2 separate regions of the Mus musculus genome follow, and region 2 is linked to region 1. A link is a contact called in public HiChIP or PLAC-seq data. All regions are on one chromosome and are shown on one strand. Each heading gives the region's core, a stretch centred on a gene start, on an enhancer-like site or on the middle of the called end of the contact. The rest is flanking DNA. Distances are from core to core; before and after follow the strand shown.

Region 1 (5,686 bases), core at 2,336-4,835:
CACCACTAGCCAGTGTTTAATCAGGCCCCTTATTTAACAACACCAACCATGTGTGCAGACAAGTTTAAAAGTTTCAGATAATAATTTCATTAACATCAACACGTTGGTTTAAAGATGAAATATGTACCAGTATGTCTGAAAGTTCTTTAGAGGTCCACACTTCAAAAGTACAGTAAAAGGGTAATTCTTCTAGTGCTTAGCTATATGCCTGACCTGCTTAGATGCAAACAGGCTAATGCTGCTGCGTGATAATAAAAGCAACTAATTTCACATCTAAATAGTCTATTCACAATTTTCACAACTGGAAATATCAAAATAGAAAAGAAGAAAAAAAATCAAACACACACAAACAACCCTGTCTTCATACAGACTAAACTAATGACCTTGGGATAATTAATTTACACCTACAATACACACATCCCAAAGTCTGAACTACTAATCCCACTCCTCAACAAGCACACACAGCCAGGCTTCCTCCTACCCTAACCCATGATAAATACTCAACAGGTCCTTGGGCTGACCAGACTATGATAAGTAATCTATTGTGTGTGTGTGTACATACACACACACACACACACACACACACACACACACACACACATTCATTGGCAAGTAACAGGAAAAAAAGTCAGTACTACAAAATATTTCTTATAATTTTTAAAGTGAAACATTCAAACAGCTTTTTTCCTCTCTTCCCAATTAAGAACAATATTGCTATAGAATCACACTGAGAATAAAAGCAATGTTACCTACATACTACTATTTAGTTCTAGTTATCAGAAAATAAACAGAAGACCATAAAACGTTCATTAAAGGGCAAAACATGAAGTTTTTCAGGTGATAAAACAAAAGGTGGTTTTTAAAAGTTCAATGAGTACTTAGAAAACATGATTAATCTGAAATTAAAGACTGGCTTTGTTTCTTCTACACTTTTATTACACATGCTCTCATTATATTCCCTCTCAGCAATCCTAAAACATTGGCTTTCCTTACAAAACTTATTCCAGAGCTGGTAGGCAGGAGCTACAAGAGTTCCTTTAGTCTGGCAGTATTCACAGAACAAATAAAAGCATGCCGGTCTGTGTGTACACACACAGCTCTGAAAGCCACACTGTGCTTGTCTGGACACATGGATGACCACAACAAAGTTATTAAAGCTATGGAGTGTACCAATGACAAACTATCTCTTCAGGGAGTTCAGATAAGCCCACCAATATCACTGCAGTTATAAAGGAATTAAGGACATCATTAGTGATTGCTTAACAGGTAAACTTATTAAATACCATTTAAGTCATTTTTCTCCCCTTAGTGACTGTTGACTTAATTTGAAAGGGAGGTGCGAGTCTAGTAGACTACAAAAGAATTAGATAAGCACTTCAAAAACTTCTCAAGAGAACAGAGTCCTGCCAAACTCACACATTATCTCTCTACTTGTCAGGATAAAATAGTTACAAATGGTGTGTTTAAACTGCTAATTTTGTATTAAATAGTGAACCCAAGAATATCTGCAAAGCACAGCATTATGCATAATGAATAGCTCCCCAGACAAACTACCACAGAGAATGGCTCAAGTTTAAACACTGCAGATAAAAATCTCAAACTTCAAAAGTCTCCTTCAAAAAGTGAAGTGCCACGTTAAAACATACTCCCCTCAGCTGCAACCCCCACCCTCAAGGCTGTAAATCAAACATTTCTAAAGCCATCAGGGCACAGGGAAAGCCTCAAAGAACGACAAGGACTCACAAGAAGCAAGACTTAAAATTCAAACTCTTCTTAAAGCCTGCAATAGAGTTGTTTAGGTATCTTCAGCCAAGCATCCTCTCTAAAGCTTGTATATTAATGACAGTAACAATAACATGGGGGGGGGGAGAACAGCACCGTTAGCAACATCTGTAGTCACAGAAATTGGTCAAACATGTATTTCGCTTTCTATAGATAAGAATAAGAGCACCACAAAACAATGCTTTCTAATCACAGCCATAGGGTCCTCCTCCAGCTTTGGAAAGACACACACCTTTAAGGAGCTACACCGTATTGGCCCGTGTCCCATCAACTCAAAGCTCTGCGTGCAGCTTCACCCTCCTGTCTACACTCGGAGCTGCTCTGAAGTCATCCCACACAGTCCCTTTTCTCTTCATAATTCACCCAAGAGCAAAGCACCGGAGATCCAAACTATAGGCCTCTAAAGTTCCAAAAGATTCAAAGACGAGCCAACCGTATCAGATCACTCCTACCAGAGGTGCGCCTAACAACCATAAGTGCGCTGCCCTGGAACATGGTAGTGGATAAAAACCATCGTCGAGGGAGCGGGAAATCTATGCAGCTATCCATCCGCTGAGGCTTCGACTGAGAGTCCCTCCTCAAAGACTGGGGACAGCTCAAAGCTCTCCCTAGCCAGCCTCCTTTGGGACGCAGCCCTCTTTCATTTGGAGCAAGGTGGAGGCCCTGTCAGTGAGAGACCCTGGCTCGGGTTTGCAGGCCTCTTCGGTATTAGTCCTTGACCCAGGGGCGAGCCTGCGGTCTTTCTCATCCCCTGTAATCTGAGGCACGGCCACGACAGTGCTCTGCCAATTCCCACTCCTCAGCCAGCTCCGCCTGCTCCCTTCCTGCTGCTGCCCGTCCAGAGCCCTGCCAGAGGGTTGGTGTCTAGGTAAGGCTGCCAGTAGATTTCAGCAAAAATAACCTGAAGATGTGCACCCCGGCAACTGGGTCGCTCCGAAAACGGAGCAAACGTGGATGGAAAAGCAAAGCCTGCGACCTCTAAGAAGTCGCTCCATCCTTCAACTTGTCTCGCCTTTGCAAAGTTGGCATTCAACAGGTAGTTCCCGGGACTTTCACCTGAGGGAGAAAAACGTCCCGCCAACTCAAGAGTGCCGCCCAGGCGCCCATGCCCAGCTCAGCGTCCCCACCCCCACCCCGGCGCGGTGCACCCACCGGAGGCCGAGCCCCCACGTGCGCTCGCCTCAGCCGCCGTGCCCCGGAGGCCCCGTCCCGCCCGCCTGGGAGGGATGCCGCCGGGCTCCGCGCCTCCCCCCCGCCCGCCCGCCCGCTAGCCCGCGGCGGGGTCGGCGGGCGCAGCCCCCGGAGCCATCTTGTGGCGGCGGAGCGCGGGGCCCGGGTGGCTACCTGCACGATCTCGCCCTCGGCGCTGAGCATGGCCCCGGCCCGCGAGAAGCGGCCCGTGAGGCCGGTGGTGTGGGTGGTATAGTCGCCGCTCGGGCTCGACTCGAACAGCACCACCTCCACGAACGCCGTCTCCTTGGCCCGCGCCGCGCCGGGCCCCGCGGCCGCCAGCAGCAGCCCGAGAAGCAGCGGCAGCGGCGGCGGCGGCGGCAGGCGACGACCGCGGGGGCCGCGGCGGAGGCGGCGGCGGCGGCGGCCCGGGGCCCCTGGGCGCCCGCCCGAGCGTGGCCTCATGGTCCTGCGGCGGGAGGGCGCGGAGGGCGGGCGCGGCCGGGCATAGTCGCGGGCCGGCGGAGGACCGAGCGCGGGCGGTCGCCTCACAGCACCATCGCGGCGGCGGCGGCTTTGTGGGTCGCAGGCTCTGCTCCGCTCCCCCGGCCGTCGCGCCGCGGCCCTTTCATCTGCTCCACGTGAGGGGTTATCCCCGCCCCCGCAGCGTCGTGACCCGCTCTCCCCTCCCTCCCCGCGCTCGGCCGCGGCCACCTCCGAGGGGAGCGGGTAGGCGGGGCGGGCGCGCCTGCGGCGAGAGGCGGGGCCCAGAGGCCTCGCCCGCCCCGCCCAATCGACTGAGTCCCGCCCCGACTCCGTTCTTAGCCACGCCCCTCCACCCTTGCTCCGCCCAGGTAGTCTTTTTCGGTCACGCCCCTTCCTCTTAGCCACGCCCCCTGGTCTGTACTCCGCCCTCCGCGGCAGACATTTCTCTTGGCAGTTGCTGGAGTACGGGGAGAGTAAGATCCTCAACCTGTTCCCGGGCGGTTTCGCCCCCTCGGCGCACCCTGCTTTGGTGCCGCAATTAGAGTCATTGGGGCGTCAAAGGCCTCGTCCTTCCGTCCAAGGATGCTTCATCCGCAGCTCCGGCACTGCTGGCCACCCGCACTCGGTGCTCGCGCCCTACCACCTCCAGGGACCGCGAAAGGCCCCGGGCGGTCAGTGGCAGTTTGCAACCCGCCGGGACACGTCCAGTTCTTACGTGGGTGTCACATAGACAGTTACCCTCAACTAAAGGAGTGAGGACAGGTGGCGGAGAACTTGAAGAAGTTATCTAGATTCTAATGGAGTTCATCTTTCCGCAGCCCTGGAGACCGTCTCCAACACTCCCTTCAAATCTCACCATGTGCAGAAGGGCGGAAGAGTCAACACGCTTAATGCACAGACTTCTGGTTGCCAAACATACCAAAGACACGTGCTCCGAACCCAGACGTCCCCAGTCACCCAGAAGATAAACTTTTAATTCTCTTCCCCTTTTTGGAACAGGATTTTTCCTTTCTCAGCAAATCTATGAGACTCACAATCCTCCTTTAAAAGCCACATTCAATTTCTACTTCCTCAGTCGTCTTCCCTCCCTGACCTGAATGGCTTTGTTTAAATATTTGCAAATATTTGGTTAGGGTGATCTGCTTCTACTTGCTACCACACCCAAAATATTAAGACAAAAAGAAAAGTCATTGAGTGTTTCCTTGAGTAATCAGCGCATCGAGGTTACAGTTTAAACTGAAAAGGAATGTTTTGCCAATGTGTTGAATAGAAAATACAATTGAAAAGAAATTCACAGAACTGTGTTACTGTGTTTGGACCACCCAAAGCTTTGGCACAGAAGGTAACTGACAAAGCTAGAGTCATTAGTTTCCCCCAAGCCAAGCTTAATCAGTACTGACTGCTCGGGAGCACTGTCATTTCCAAGGATTGTGACTTTACCCACTAAGGCACAGTCCAGTCTTTTTTTTTGTTTTGTTTTGTTTTTTTTTTGTTTGTTTGTCTTTTCGAGACAGGGTTTCTCTGTGTAGCCCTGGCTGTCCTAGATCTCACTTTGTAGACCAGGCTGGCCTCTAACTCAGAAATCTGCCTGCCTCTGCCTCCCGAGTGCTGGGATTAAAGGCGTGTGCCACCACACCTGGCACAGTCCAGTCTTTAAGGGGAAAGCAATTATTATAGCCATGCATAGCTAGCGTTGCAATCCTTAGAAGTATGAAGTCATGAACTGGTGAATGAATATGCAAATATGGTCTATCCATACAATAAAATCGAATTTTTAACATGGTAGAGTTTCAATCGGGGCTGGTGAGATGGCTCAGTGGGTAAGAGCACCCGACTGCTCTTCCAAAGGTCCGAAGTTCAAATTCCAGCAACCACATGGTGGCTCACAACCACCCGTAATGAGATTTAATGCCATCTTCTGATGCATGTGAAGACAGCTACAGTGTACTTAGATATAATAATAAATAAATCTAGAAAAAATATATTAAAAAAAGTTTCAATCTTCAATTGCATTTTAAATAACAAAATCAAAGACAAATAAAATACTGAATATTGAATGAATGCGACAAAAATATACTCAGTGAAGCATATAGCCTTTCCATTTGTATGAAATGCCAAGAATATAGAAAAATGGAAAGGTTAGTGATCACCAGATACTGAACTGGAAGGAGGATTGGGTAGTATGACTATTAATGGATTTCCCTTAAGGGGAACGAAAATATTCTGTAATTAAATGGTGATGAGTATA
Region 2 (5,686 bases), core at 2,198-4,697, 34 kb after region 1:
TCTAATAGGATTCCATTCATTTAAAAAACAGACGCCAAGGGGCTGGCAAGATGGCTCAGTGGGTGAGAGCACTGACTGCTCTTTGGAAAGTCCTGAGTTCAAATTCCAGCAACCACATGGTGGCTCACAACCACCCATAATGAGATCTGACGCCTTCTTCTGGCGAATCTGAAGTCAGCTACAGTGTACTTATGTATAATAATTAATAAATCTTAAAAAAAAAACAGATGCCAAGCCAAGGAGTTGGCACACACTAATAATCCTAGCACCCAGGACCAGGAGGACCAAGGCTAACCTGATTTCCAGAGGGAGAATCTGGCCCATAAGACATGGGTTGCATTTACTGTTGAACTTAGCCTATGCCAAAGCAAGCAGAAGCGGAGACCCCTGGAAACTCGGGGTTGCTCCTCATTGTCCATCCTCACTGTGAGAGCAAGGAGGCCATGTGATCAAACCGAAAGATGGTGGCCTTCTGAAGGCATAGACAGAGCCTTCACCAGACACCAAGTCAGGGCAGAGCCTCGACCTTGAACTTCCAGACATCATTCAGAGCAGTGCCTGATGCTGTGGCCCTTTTTAATACTATCCCTAATGCTGTAGTGACCCCTATCCGTTAAATTATTTTTGTTGCAATTTTGCTATTGTTACAAATCCTAATGTAAATATCTGTTTTCCTAGATGACCCCTGTGAAAGGGTCTCTCTCTCTCTCTCTCTCTCTCTCTCTCTCCCTCCCTCCCTCCACCTTGCTTGGGGCAGGGTGTCCTGTTTACCACTGAGCTTACAGAGTTGCCCCAGGCATGAGTCCCCAGGGAGCATCTATCTCCACCTCCCATCTCACCAGAGGAATGATTGAATTGCACTGTCCTGTCTGGCTTTATGTGGACTCTGGGAATGCAACCTTAGGCCATGACACCTCAGTGGCCAGCTCTTCCCACTGGCTCCTCAACCCTACATCTGGACTTTTGTATTGTGGCCACCAGAGTCAGCTAACACAGGTAATCATGATTACTGTGAAAAGGCAGACCATGGGCTGGTGAGATGGCTCAGTGGGTTAGAGCACCTAACTGCTCTTCCAAAGGTCCAGAGTTCAAATCCCAGCAACCACATGGTGGCTCACAACCATCCGTAACGAGATCTGACTCCCTCTTCTGGAGTGTCTGAAGACAGCTACAGTGTACTTACATATAATAAATAAATAAATATTTTTTTAAAAAAAGAAAGAAAGAAAAGGCAGACCATGCCCCTGCCTCTCAGCAGCTACCTTGAAGTGAACATTATCCTTTCTATCCTTTCATTACTGTGACCTAAGCTGTTTCTGAACTTTTTTTTTCAGAGCAGCATTCTCTCTCTCTCTCTCTCTCTCTCTCTCTCTCTCTCTCTTTGGTTTTTTGAGACAGGGTTTCTCTATATAGCCCTGGCTGTCCTGGAACTCACTCTGTAGACCAGGCTGGCCTCGAACTCAGAAATCTGCCTGCCTCTGCCTCCCAAGTGCTGGGATTAAAGGCGTGTGCCACCACCACCTGGCTACTTTTTTTTTTTTTTCCTCTGAACTTTTTAATAGCAGTCTTGTATCATGTTGATGGGGAGTTAGGTTCAGTTCGAGGGCTTTCTACATAAAATTAGAAATTGTTTCTTCTTTCTTTGGGGGGGGGGGTAGGTGGTGGGTGGGTGTGTCTCTATGTAGTCATGCCTGGCCCAGAATTTATGATGATCAGGCTGCCTACCTCTCCTGTCTCTGCTGGGACTAAAGTGCCACCAGGTGCAGCTTAGAAGGTTCTTGAACATGGCTGTGGTCTAACATTGACTGGTTGCCCTGTGCCAAGGAGTGGACTTTCAGGGCACAGAGTAAACCCATGTTTAAGTCCAGTGTCTTTTCACCATTCCTGAGCAGGGTGTTCTGTAAGGAGAATGTTGTCTATAAAGAGGCACCAGAAAGCTGAGTGTAACTACACACCTGCAATCCCAGCGTGGGGGAGACAGAGCACGTGGACCTTGAATCTGAAGGCAGCCTGGGCTACAAAACAAAACCCCGTCTGAAAAAAAAAAAAAGCAACCTAAATCATGCAAATATACCAATATTGATTATCGAGTGTCTGAAGAGTGGCTGGCATGGTAGAGACTGGATTGTTTTCTCTTGTTTTTGAGACAGAGTCTCACTATGAGTGGATCACAGGGGTGTGCCACCAGACAATCTTAAATTGACTCTGTGTGTGTGTGTGTGTGTGTGCATGCTTGCATTGCTACATACTAGACCCACAGTCCTACACATAAGAAGATGTGGTCTCTCAACACTGAATCTCCAGCACTATTTGTCCTGGCAGTGGTAACACACACCCGTAATTCCAGGCCTCCAAAGATGGAGACAGGAGGCTCCACGTTCAATCCCTTCCGGAACTACATAGTGAATCTAAAGCTGGTCAGTAGAAACAAACAACAATTTAAAGTGCTTTTAGTGACTACTATGGGATGTGGGGAGAAAGGCAGGAGAATTTTCCTTTAAAATGATTCATTTACACATTGTTTATCTTGAAGGATGGCACTCTCGGTCTAAGGCCCAGGGCCTGGGTTCCCCAGAAGGCTCTGTGATCTGGCCTGATACAAGTTCAGCATTTGCTTCTAATTCCCATCTCTCCAGGCCCTAGAGCCACGTGTAGTGCCCCAGCTTAAAATATATCTGTAGCTCAGCCTTTCTACCAGCTATTGATTGGTTTGGCTTTGTAGCCGAAAACCCAGCCAAAGAATGGGTTGGCTCTTCCCGTATGATAAAAACCCAGAAATGGGCATTCTGGGCTTGTGAGCTGTGGCTGTGTGCTGCCAGCAGAAACTCACTTCACATCTGTCTGTCCTTTCTGACCACCTAGCCCTGACCCTCACCACTGTCATGCTGGACCCATCCCTTCGTGGTCACAAGACGGCTGCTCCATCTTTCCCATCTCATCTGCATTCCAGACAAGGGGCAAGTGAAAGATCAAATGACTCACTAGAGTAGATGGCTCAGGGCGGGTTGCTGCTGAGCCTCAGGAGTTGAGCTTGATCTCTGGAATCAACTGGCTTCTTTAAGTTTTCTTCTGATCTACACACACGTTGCACGTAGTTTTAAATGCCACCGCCTCTGCCTGGGACGGGCTGCACTCTGGCCCTTTGTACTACCTGCCTTTGACCATGATCCCAGCTCCCACCCGGCTTCCCCGAATCCTTGGATAAAAGGCACACACAGGTTGTTACTTTACAACTTACCTTCTAGGCACAGTTGCTGGGGGCGATATCCCCCACCTGGAAAAGTGCGCTCTTACCAATTTATTATCTCCATCTCTCCACCTGCCCTAAACTTAGTGCCTAGTCCCACCTGCCCCGCCAAACATCCTTGGCCACCTGCCTGGAGTGGAGGCCACAGCCCCAGCTTGTCCAGAGACCTTGCATGGTTGCTACATTCTTCTTCCTCCAAAGCAGAGCAGAAACGCCCCTCTCCTCCTCTGTGTCTGCCTTTTCCTCCCGGGGCCGGAAGTCCCACCTGTGCTTCCATCCAGCAATTGTCTCCTGCTTCCTCCCCCACACCCGGCCTTCTTTACTGATAAATCAAGAACCATTTGGGGAACAGGACGTTAGCAACAGAACCTCCCCTTACACACACAATAAACTCAAAATAAATGTAAAAATATTTTAGATTAGCAAAACTGTGTAAAACAATAACTAATTTAGTAATTTTGGAAAATAAAGAAAAAGTTCCATAAGGTAAGCCTCACAATTATCTTAAAAAGATTTACAAGTGGAAGTTGGAGAGACGGCTCAACGTTTAAGAGCACTGGCTGCTCTTCCATCGGTCCTGAGTTCAATTCCCAGCAACCACATGGTGGCTCACAACCATCTGTAATGGGATCTCATGCCCTCTTCTGGTACACAGGTGTACATGTGTAGAGAACTCATACATAAAATAAATATTTAAAAAAGGAAAGAAATAAAATTCATTCCAAAGTCCATTTTAGGATTGAAGAGATGACTCAAAGAGGAAAAGCACTCGATGCCAAGCCTGAGTGCCTGAGTTCAAATCTCCGGGGACTACTTACAAGTTGTCAGGTTGTCCTCTGGCTTCTACAGATATTCTGCTGCGTGTAGCTGAGGATGACCTTGAACTCTTGACCCTCCTGCTCCCAGCTTTGTGCTCCTGTGCCTGACTTATGAGCACTTGACTTGAAGCCAGTTCTCCTGCATGCTAGATAAGCACTCTACCAATTGAGATATATCCCCACCTCCTAAATATTCTTTACAGTTTTTTTCCTTGCTTGCTTTTTACTTATTTTCTTTTCCCCATTCTGAGGATCAAGCTCGGGCCTTTGAGCATGCTCAGAACTCCATTCTCAGCCCTTGGGAGCTCCGTTTAATGCCGATCAGAATCTTCCATCTTTCTCACCGAAGCCTCCTTGGCTCTGTGGTTCATCTGTCCTGGCCTTGGGGACAAGGACTATATACTGTGTCTTCCTCCTCTACATATGTTCTTGTCAGGTGGGGGATAGAGTCTAGCAAGTTTCTGGATCAAACAAAGTGTGTGTGCGAGCGTGCGTGCACACACGCATTTGTGCAGTGAATGTGGGTGTGTACAGGCCATAGTTGGAGGGAGTCAGTCCTCACCTCCTACCTGTTTGAGAGGCTCATTACTTGCTGTGTATGACAGGCACACTGGCCTGAGAGCTCCTGGGAGTTCTCTTGTCTCCATTTCCCATCTCTCCATAGAGGCTCTGGGACTGCAGACACTCATGTTACTGGTTTGACTTTTACATGGGTTCTGGGGATTCGAACTCAGTTCCTCATGCTTGCATAGCAAATGCTTTTACCCATGAGCCATTTTTCCACTCCACAAATAAAATATTAATTTTTCTGTTGATGGTAGAAATATTAGTGGTTTTGGTTTATTAATTTTCTGACATCTCCAATGAACGTGCTATTTTAATAAACAGAATAAGATTAATAAAAATGATAAGTTTAATAAAAATGATAAGATTAATAAAAATGATAAATATTTAAAGGCATGGACACACATATATTGTACTTTTACAGTGGTATATTCATGGTTTAATCATATCTACAGTAAATATTTACATCATATATTGTGTTGGGTGTGGAGGCTGTTGTGATGATTATGATAAACGTGGTCCTTGCCTTACAGAACTGCTTTCTTTTTTAAAGACTTATTTATTTTATGCATATGAGGACACTGTGGCTGTCTTCAGACACACCAGAAGAGGGCATCAGATCCCATTACAGATGGCTGTGAGCCATCATGAGGTTGCTGGGATTTGAACTCAGAACCTCTGGAAGCGCAGTCAGTGCTCTCAACCTCTGAGCCATCTCCAGCCTCCAGAACTGTTTTCAGATACCACTGTGATAGACATGTAGTTTCCTAAGCAAACATGAAACATGGCCTGAATTGAAGTTTCATTGGTTTACTAGAAATACTTAGTAAAGGATTTCTCTTCCTATTGTTAAGTTACTGGAGAGAAAGAGTATTGGGAAAGTTAGCAGAACCACTCTATTCTGGTTATCTTGCTGAAACTGTAACAAAATAAAATAAGCAGGTGGGGGTGGGGGTGCACAGCTGGGATCCCAGCTCTCAGGGCCCAAGGCCAGCCCAGGATTGGAATGCAATATGGAAGAGCTCAGAAGCTCTTACTGAGCATGTGCAAAGCCCTG

What was found. HiChIP or PLAC-seq counts read pairs in DNA pulled down with a chosen protein or histone mark.
Region 2: a contact with region 1 is called in an H3K27ac HiChIP or PLAC-seq map of embryonic stem cells, with 6 read pairs. The contact joins the enhancer-like site here to the promoter of Znrf3 in region 1. A contact is called at or near these places in 2 of 484 Hi-C or Micro-C datasets (embryonic stem cells and uterus), 6 of 115 datasets of contacts at active chromatin or transcription factors (the 230-238 cell line, the SCID.adh cell line, effector CD8 T cells and 1 more) and 1 of 9 other capture datasets (pancreatic islet).

What each region holds. Positions count from the first base shown.
Region 1 is chr11:5,441,262-5,446,947 of GRCm38.p6, forward strand. Znrf3 (zinc and ring finger 3) reads right to left here and starts at 3,586. Exons shown (of 9, transcript NM_001080924.2): 1 at 3,127-3,586. The coding sequence starts at 3,417.
Region 2 is chr11:5,474,909-5,480,594 of GRCm38.p6, forward strand. No RefSeq gene overlaps it. Among named protein-coding and RNA genes, the nearest start is that of Gm11963, 8.1 kb to the right of the region's middle. Within about 2 kb of position 3,448, at least 10 of the 459 cell types and tissues checked have an H3K27ac peak or open chromatin away from gene starts, as enhancers often do. A contact at or near this core is called in embryonic stem cells, where this site is marked.